2 separate regions of the Sus scrofa genome follow, and region 1 is linked to region 2. A link is a contact called in public HiChIP or PLAC-seq data. All regions are on one chromosome and are shown on one strand. The core of a region is the stretch at or near the end of the contact, and the rest is flanking DNA. Distances in the headings are between cores, read along the strand shown. Region 1 overlaps LOC102165781 (a long non-coding RNA gene). Region 2 overlaps ARSG (arylsulfatase G).

Region 1 (4,537 bases), core at 1,942-4,441, 200 kb after region 2:
GAGCTATAATATCCCAAATGAAAGGTACTATGCGATTAGAAAATCATGTACAGTTAGTCTTCACATCAAGTTGAATGTCCCAGAGGAGAGGTGGTTATTAAATAGGTTAATACAGATCCTGGTTCTTGGACTTGGATGGATTAAATGGGTGTTGGAGGAGGTCACCAAGAGGATGTGACCAGTTGACCTGCCACCTGGACCTGGGCCATCAGAGGCTCCTTAACCCCTCCCTTCCTTGTCCTTGGAACCTGCCTTCTGCTTCTGGTTCCCACTGTGGGAGCCAGTTGCAAGGACGCAGACTTAAGAGAGCAATGTGTTGCTGAGACCATCTGGATGGTGTGCAGGACTGAACCGTGTTGAGGCCTTTGTTCAGACTTTTAAGGTTCTGGCGGGTGGGTGCTATTTACTCATCACAAGCCTCGTACAAAAGTTCCCTTGTTTATTACACCTACCACCTACCAAGCTGAAGTTGTCTTTTTTTTTTTTTTTTTTTTTCTTTGTCGTCTCTCCTTGCTGTGTACGGGGCCCGTTTCAGATTTCACCTGGGAAATTCCAGAGGTTTCAAGCCAACATTGGGGGCCAACGGATGCTTTAATTTTAGAAAGAGACCAAATGTGTAGAATGAAATCAGTCATCAACAGGAAGGACCCGAGAGACTGTCTGTGAAGACCTCAGATACAAACTGGGTGACCTGGTGCCACTTCAGGGAGGCCCAGCCGGAGAGAGGCTGTAAGCAGAAAAGCTTAAACCAAGTCAACTGCATTGTACTCTTGCCTGTGAAAGTCCATGTCAAGAGCATCTCTGAAAGGGACGTTCAAAGAGACAAAAGGACTTATCTTGCCTCTAGCACCCTGGGAGAAAATGCTTTTTATCCAGGAAAATGAATTTCTACCTCCCCCGACAGGTGCGTCTTAGATACCATCACACTTGGATAGCATTTTCCCTGTCCTGATTCCACGCCATGGGTCTCCAATACCATATGCCCATAGTGTACGAATCTGGACTTCCATGTCCATCTTCCTTCAAGAAGGAGCACATCGTTGGTGAATAAAGTTACCCAGCTGACTGAGAAGTGTATTTTTCACTGGAAGGGCACTAACGTACACTGTAGTTTATACATGGGTCCCTTTGGAGTTTGGTTAGTATTGGTGTGTCCTCCGGAGCCTGGTTCTCTCTGTCCTAACGGTGCGGGTTCTGGGCGCTAGAGAATGGAGGACCAGACGCTCTAATGGATTGGCACTGTCATCCTTAGGCAGGTCTTGCTTGAAACTGCAAGTTTAGTAACAGACTAGTAAGTCGCTTCAAAGCTCCCCTTGACTGAAGTTTCAAACACATGAGACTACCTCAGTACGAGCTTCTCTTGTGACCTCAGTAACTAAGTCATCGTGAATAAACTTGAAGACAATCCTTGTACTAAATTTTATTCTATGATGTGAGGGCAAGTTTCAGGTAAATGTTACCTCCTGCATACATACGTGCTGAAGTGACTCTTAACTACATTCTGTTTCTAGGAGGAAATATCAGTCATTTTACTCAAGTTGGTCTTTAACAAATTGCCTAGGTTTGTCATTAAGAAGCCCTGAATCGTAGAAGTTCCATTTGGAACAATTCATATTTTTCCCATTTAATTCTTCCTTCCTTCCTCCCTCTCTCCCTTTCTTTCTTCCACACCTGAAGCATGTGGAAGTGCCTAGCGAATCAAACCCGAGCCACAGCAGTGACAGTGCCAAATTCTTAAACGCTAGGCCACCAGGGAACTCCTCCATTTAGTTATTTCTATTGTTTAATAAATAATATATTGATAACATTTGCTCAATAATATTACGATCTTGTCCACTGTCCATGATGTGTGTGGGAGGAAGGGCAAGGAGGGGTCACTTCCTTTTCCAAATGTTAGTAGATGTAGTACTTCATTATTTATGGACCATTTTCTAGAACATCTGTAAAACTGAAACCATCCTTACTGAAATTCAGTCAGATGATTTTCAAAAAGCAGTTCTGAGATGTCTTTTGAGAAGTGAGAGTGCCTCTTGAACAGGACTGTGCTCAGGTGAAGGATTTCTTTATGTCAGCATCTCCCAAAAATATGTTCTGGGAAAAACCACATTGGGGAGATATTAATAGGGTGTTACTCAAGGCTCTGTGGTCAAATGCTTGAGAAACACCAGGCTAACCAAAGTGACGCGAGTTCCATTATTGCGGAGTTTCTCAGAACAATTTAATACTCTATTATTATTTGTGCTAAGAGACTATGGTTCAAATCCTAAATTTATTTGTCCATCTTTTATTTTCCCCTCAGGAACACATTATGGTAAAAGCTTATTTATTTTATTTATTGTCTGTTTTTTAGGGCCATGTTTATTTATTTATTTACCTATTTGTTGTCTTTTTTTTAGAGCTGCACTGGTGGCATATGGAGGTTCCCAGGCTAGGGGTCTAATCAGAGCTGTAGCTGCCGGCCTACACCGCAGCCACAGCAATGCAAAATCTTCTTTAAATACTCCCCAATCTTTGTGTGTGTGTGTGTGTGTGTGACACCCGCAGCATTTGGAGGTACCTGGGCAAGGGATGGAAGCTGAGCCACAGCCCTGACAATGCTGAGTCCTTAACCACTAGGCCACCAGGGAACTCCTGCCCCAACATGATCTTATAGAGAAGATAAATCTGGTTCATTAAACATACTAAGATCACACACAATAGGAAAGGATCACATACAGTAGGACAGGATGGCAGATACCATCCCCATTTTAAAACTGAGCGCACTCCAGGTCAAAAAGTTCAGGTAGTGAGTGCCTGTGCCAAGCTGCTGCCCTGGAAGAGAAAGAACCCCGGCCAGTATTCTGCAAGTAATCTAGTCGCCAGAGTCCCACTTCCCCTTCCTCTCCCACGGAGAGGGCATTCTGATACCCCATTCCGTCTTCCTTCCAAACTGCACTCTGCATGTTCCCCCGGAACCCTGTTCTTACAGGGCCACCGCGCTGTTTGCCCTGACTCCTCTCTCCCCAGTCTAGCCACAGTTAAATACTAAGACACGTTGTTTCAGTTACTTGACTGTTTTTTTTTTTTTTAATATTTTATTTTATTTTTGGCTGTGCCCAAAGCATACTGAATTTCTCGGTCAGCGATGGAACCTGCGCCATAGCAGTGACATGGCCAGATCTTTAACCCACTGTGCCACCAGCTAACTCCACTTGACTGTTTCTTAAACGGGCCGTTCTCGCAGATACACGAAAACAAGCCCTAAATGACATATTTTTAGGTTGGGGTTTCACCGTTATTTTCTCCGAGCCAATGGGCCTCAATCAGTTACAAAAAAATAAGTCCACAGCTCTGAGTATTCGAGGAGCTGATCCCCAGTCAGCACTTGGAGGAAAGGGGCCCCGGCGCCGTGGCCTTAAGGCGGCCCCCTCTGTGAATCCTCGCTCCCGGCCCCCCAGTTCTGGTGCCCGCGCCCCGCACCTAGCGACCCCCACCTGAGCCCCTCGCAGGAGACACACCCTCCCACCAACGCCCGCAAACTCGCCGCCTTGGGGCGGGTGGGGGCGGAGCCGGAAGTGGGCCGCCGGCGGAAGTCCTCCTCCCGGGAGCCTGCTCTTCCTCTCTAGGAGTTTGGAGGCATCCGCACCTCTATGGCCTGGGCCTGGGGTGGCCACCCTGCGTGAGGGGCCTTTGGGGCTCTAGAGGTGGATAGCAGCTCGCTGCCTTTGGGACGCTTTCCTGCCCTTTTATTCGCGAGTGCACCTGGCAGCGCTACTGGTAGGGAGTCGGAAATTGCCCTCATCACTCTTATAAATAATGGAGCTACAGGAGCACAATAGAGTCCCCCAAACCAGTTTTCTAGCCGTTTTGTACTAGAGTAGGCGCACATTTTTTTATTGACACGAAATCCAGCTTGGATGCAGTAACACAACTGAAATGACCTTAAATAATAATACTTAAAAAAAAAAAAGATTTTATGTTTAGAGTACCTTCTCCTCCCCACCCCCACCCAGGCAGAGCCCTCTTGTCCCCCTTAATCCTGCAGGGACAGGCGGGTACACCTGTGCTTCCCCTCAACCCCAGGGGCCCCAACTGGCTGTTCAATCAGAGGTTCATGTGAACAGCTTTTTTATGGTACTCTCTTATTCCGGGTTGCTGCTCTAAAAAGAGGAAGGGGAAACTAGGCAAGTACAACTACAGAATCCAGTAAAATTAGAATTGTCTAGGTAGAAAAAGCATAATAAGGGTGTGGGGAAGTTAGTTCATTCCGGGCAAAGGGAACAGAAATATACAGTCCTATTGAAAAACCACCGAGCGATCTATAGCAGAGGCCATTGCACGTGTTTAGGCTCTGACTCGGGAGAAAATTCATCCCAGCGAAATAATCCAAGAGGGAGGAAGAGCTGCATTTCTGAAGCAGTTCTGTAATGGACCCCTTTTGACTTTTACTTGCCCAACATCCAGTTTTCTTTTTTCTGGTTTTTGCATCATGATTTTTCCGTGGGAACCATGGAGCTCTCAGCGCAGGTCTGGGGTGAGCCCAGGCCTGGCTGATGGG
Region 2 (4,504 bases), core at 1,704-4,203:
TCCTGTTTGGTGCCTGGACGACATTCCAACGTCAGAATGCTGGCTTATGTCGCGTGTTGGAGGGGAGGGGTGGTGAAGCTTGCAAGGAGCCCTGTGAACGTGTCCTCTCTCTCTCTCTCCCGGCTCAGGCCCGTGGTCTGGGCCAGGTGAGCGGTCCAGGAGCAAAGCCAGCAGGCTGAGGAGGAGGCAGGTCACAGGGATGGCCTGGGGGGCCCCTGGGTCTCCCCAGCTGGGCTACCCCATCCAAGGAACCTGGAAAAATCCCAGTAAAACATTTTTGTTCACCCCCTCTCCACTCCAAGCAAATGGTGCATTTCCATGTGCACTAGTCTATCTTTTTTTGCTGGGGTAACTGTCCCCTCTCGGCCTCTCTCATTTACTCCTAATGGACCACACAGGATTTCGCCTCGCTCTGGAGCCCACTGCCAATGCCTTGGACGGGATTTTACCTGGATGGTTGATGGCGCCGCGGACACGCCGGACAAGGAGGGTAGTTATAGCCCGGGGTGTCGGTGCAGCCCATGTCATGGCTATACGGGATCCCAAAGTAGTAGTCAAAACCTGGAAGAAAAGCAATGGCTCAGGCTTCTGTTCTATGTGCCTGCCTTCTTACACCCAGGACAGAAATTTAATTTTCCATGATTTAATTCTGCAGTGTTTTGGAGTATGTAATTAAAAGAGGATTTGATGCATATCCCTTTGCAGTAGGCCAAAAAAAACCCTTTGCTGGGTTCCGGCTGCTTCAAGACGAGATTTGCAAAACATCTTGTGATGAGAGTTAACCCAGAGTGGAAGGAAGTGGGGGAGAATTACTGAACACCTGCCATGCCCAGGGCAAGGAAGGACGCTTTCCAGGAAATGTTTGGTGACGATCTCCTCCGCGCATGACATTTTGGGGGAGAAAAGAATAAATTCTGCCCTCAAGAAACATCCTCTCTGGGAGTTCCCGTCGTGGCGCAGTGGTTAACGAATCCGACTAGGAACCATGAGGTTGCGGGTTCGATCCCTGCCCTTGCTCAGTGGGTTAAGGACCCGGCGTTGCCATGAGCTGTGGTGTAGGTTGCAGACGCGGCTCGGATCCCGTTGCTGTGGCTCTGGTGTAGGCCGGTGGCTACAGCTCTGATTCGACCCCTAGCCTGGGAACCTCCATATGCCACAGGAGAGGCCCAAGAAATAGAAAAAAGACCGAAAAAAAAAAAAAAAAGAAGAAACATCCTCTCTGAAGGGAAGAGAAGTAGAAATGTTGGGAGCTCCCTGGTGAAGCTGGAGTTGTCCCTGCTGTGGTTCGGGTCACTGCTATGGCGCAGGTTCGATCCCTGGCCTGAGAACGTGGCAGGTGCGGCCAAAAAACGAAAGAAAAAGAAATAGAAACGTAGGAGTAAGAACCTGACTAGTATCCATGAAGGTACAGGTTTGATCCCTGGCCTCGCTCAGTGGGTTAAGGATCCCTTGGTGCCGCAAGCTGCCACATAAGTTGCAGATACGGCTCAGATCCGGAGTTGCTGTGGCTGTGGCGTAGGTCGGCAGCTACAGCTCCAATTCGACCCCTATTCTGGGAAGTTTCATATGCTTCAGGTGCATAAAAAAGAAAGAAAGAAATATAAATGTAGCTATAAAAGATGGATTATTAGTAAACCAACAAGAGAGACGAGGGGAAGAAGTGAGCCCTGGATGCTGGGGGTGGGATGGGGTTAGGAGAGGAATCTCGAAATGCTTTTGGAAAGAGATGGCATTTCCGCTAGCTGAAGAGGGCTGGCAGGATTGGGCTTAGATAGATGAGGGTGGGGGGCGGGGAGAAGGGTGTGAGGGTTAAACTGAGACTGAAAACCTCGTGTTGACTCTTCCCTCCCTCTTCCTAGCTCTTCTCCAGCACAAGCTTTCTCGTCGAGCTTCCCACTCCTCTCTGGGTCCCTGCTTCAGGGAACCCAGCCGACAACTTTTACTTCTTTCCCTGCTGGACCTCATGGGGGCCGAACGTTCCCCGACAGGTGAAGAACTGGGTCAAGGAGAACACGGAGGGGGCGTACCCATCATGGCTCAGAGGAAGTGAACCCGACTAGTATCCCTAAGGACACAGGTTCGATCCCTGGCCTCGCTCAGTGGGTTAAGGATCCAGCGTTACTGTGAGCTGCGGGGTAGGTCGTAGTCAGGGCTTTGATCTGGTGTTGCTGTGGCTGCGGTTGTAGGACTCCTAGCTTGGGAACTTCCATATGCCACAGGTTCAGCCTTAAAAAGACAAAAACAAACCAAAAAACCCCAACACTGAGGGGCTCTCGATGGGGAAGCCAGAAGGGCAGACGGGCACGAAGGGGGTGGGAGCCAGGTGAGAGGGACATGGGATTAGAACAGCCATGGGCATCTCAAATGTACCCAGGTGACCTTGTGAACAAAGATGTCCCAACCTAGGAGAGATGTCCTCCAGAGGCAGGTGGCTTAAACGTTAATGGAGTCCCTTTACACACAGATCTCTATTTTCTGTTTCCTAGGTAACCAATCCCCCAAAGAATTCTTACCGCGGAAGTTGGGGTGAAAAGAGCCGTGGTGTCCAAGATGCCACTTGCCTATAGGAAAACAAGAGAGAGACTTTGAGTGGAATCCCCGTGGGGGCTCCCAGCTCCCCATCAGCTTTGCCCTTTCCTGAGGACAAGTGAAAAGAGGCTGCACAGGCTGTATGAAAGCCAAGCCTTGCTCTCTGGGACACAGAGGGAGTCCCCGGGGAGGCAGAAAGCAAGCAAGGATGACTCAGGGCCCAGGCAGGAAAGCACGCAGGGGAAGGGGAAGATGAGCTGTTACAAGGAGCCTAGAGAAGTCAGAAGGCTGAGCTTCAGCTCCCAAAGAGGATGCAGCACGGCAACGGTCCAGAGCCCGCCACATCCTCCCCCCTCCCTCCTGCTCCGGGGCCCTGCAAAGGCGCCAGGTGACCCAGGGAGCAGGTGCACGCCCCGGCTAGTCTCAGAGATGCTGGTTCCTGCCAGGTTTCAGCATGTTCCTCCCTGGCCAGCATCAGCAGTCTGCAGAGGCTAGAGCTCGCCTCCCTGCTGCCGCCCAACTGTGGGCCAGCAAATGAGGAAACTCAGACTGCTCCTCGCTCTGTAAAGACGCTGTTTTGGGGGCAATAACTGGGCGATGTGAAGCAAGTGCTCAGCCAAGGCTGGAGCCCTCTGACCTGCTAGTTCTGATCTGACTGAAGATCCCAGGGAATCACCCACGAGGCAAGGGAACCAAGAAAAAAAGCTGGTGCAAAGACCGAAACAGCAGAAAACAACACTGAGCACAGAAAGAAACAGGCAACCACGGGAGTCTGGCCAAGTAAATGATTTTACACGGCCAATAAAATACTTCCAAATGATTTTTTTTTTCCTCCCAGCTGTGCCAGCAACACGTGGATGTTGCCAGGGCCAGGGATTGAACCCGAGCCACTGCAGTGACAAAGCCAGAGCCTTAACCTGCTTCGCCACAAGGGAACTCCCAAACTCTCTTTTAAAGACAAATGCATGGAGCCAAAATTAGCAACTGGTGAATCTAGGTGAAGGGTATATGGGTGCCTGATAGTCCCTTCTTACAGCTGCTCCATAGGTTTGGAAAAAAATATAATAAGTTGAGGGAAGTGGATTAAGCGTTGTATGGAATGCTTAGACTCACATGGACATGTAGAATTTAGTACCATTTTAAAATTATTTCTAAAATTGTAACAATTATAATAAACATATACAATTAGTATGACAGGGAAATCTAAAATAATAGGAAGGGGGAAAAGAAGGACAAAGTGACACGTATACAACGAGGTAAAAATATATTGACAGGGACCAAGATCAGAAGCAAAGAGTGAGTGGTATCGATAGACTTGATCTTCCTTCGGCAGGTTTTTAATTTTCCCTTACAGGGAAATATATGTGATACATACTATAGTGTGCTTATAGGAAATCCTTGATCTCAACAAGGAGATGTGTTTCTGTATCATCTCCTGGAGAAGCAAAAGGAGTGATGAGGGGGAGGGGAGGGGGTACCAACTGAACAGGGCACCTGTCATCTGCTGCCTTCTTGGGGTTTAAAGTTGCCTCTTGAGAAATGCAAATCAAAACAACCATGAGATACCACCTCACACCAGTCAGAATGGCCATCATTAATAAATCCACAAATAACAAGTGCTGGAGGGGCTGTGGAGAAAAGGGAACCCTCCTGCACTGCTGGTGGGAATGTAAACTGGTACAGCCACTATGGAGAACAGTTTGGAGATACCTTAGAAATCTATACATAGAACTTCCATATGACCCTGCAATCCCACTCTTGGGCATCTATCCGGACAAAGCTCTACTTAAAAGAGACACATGCACCCGCATGTTCATTGCAGCACTATTCACAATAGCCAGGACGTGGAAACAACCCAAATGTCCATCGACAGATGACTGGATTCGGAAGATGTGGTATATATACACAATGGAATACTACTCAGCCATAAAAAAGGATGACATCATGCCATTTGCAGCAACATGGATGGAACTAG

Evidence for each region. HiChIP or PLAC-seq counts read pairs in DNA pulled down with a chosen protein or histone mark.
Region 1: an H3K27ac HiChIP or PLAC-seq map of alveolar macrophages shows a contact between it and region 2. The contact joins two enhancer-like sites. A contact is called at or near these places in 1 of 5 promoter capture datasets (fetal liver) and 1 of 2 datasets of contacts at active chromatin or transcription factors (alveolar macrophages).

What each region holds. Positions count from the first base shown.
Region 1 is chr12:12,004,245-12,008,781 of Sscrofa11.1, forward strand. LOC102165781 (a long non-coding RNA gene) reads left to right here. Exons shown (of 3, transcript XR_002337056.1): 3 at 536-1,069. Among named protein-coding and RNA genes, the nearest start is that of RGS9, 8.8 kb to the right of the region's middle. Within about 2 kb of position 3,192, at least 71 of the 83 cell types and tissues checked have an H3K27ac peak or open chromatin away from gene starts, as enhancers often do. A contact at or near this core is called in alveolar macrophages, where this site is marked.
Region 2 is chr12:11,802,333-11,806,836 of Sscrofa11.1, forward strand. ARSG (arylsulfatase G) reads right to left here. Exons shown (of 12, transcript XM_021066718.1): 4 at 2,514-2,561; 5 at 450-561. Among named protein-coding and RNA genes, the nearest start is that of SLC16A6, 53 kb to the right of the region's middle. Within about 2 kb of position 2,954, at least 17 of the 83 cell types and tissues checked have an H3K27ac peak or open chromatin away from gene starts, as enhancers often do. A contact at or near this core is called in alveolar macrophages, where this site is marked.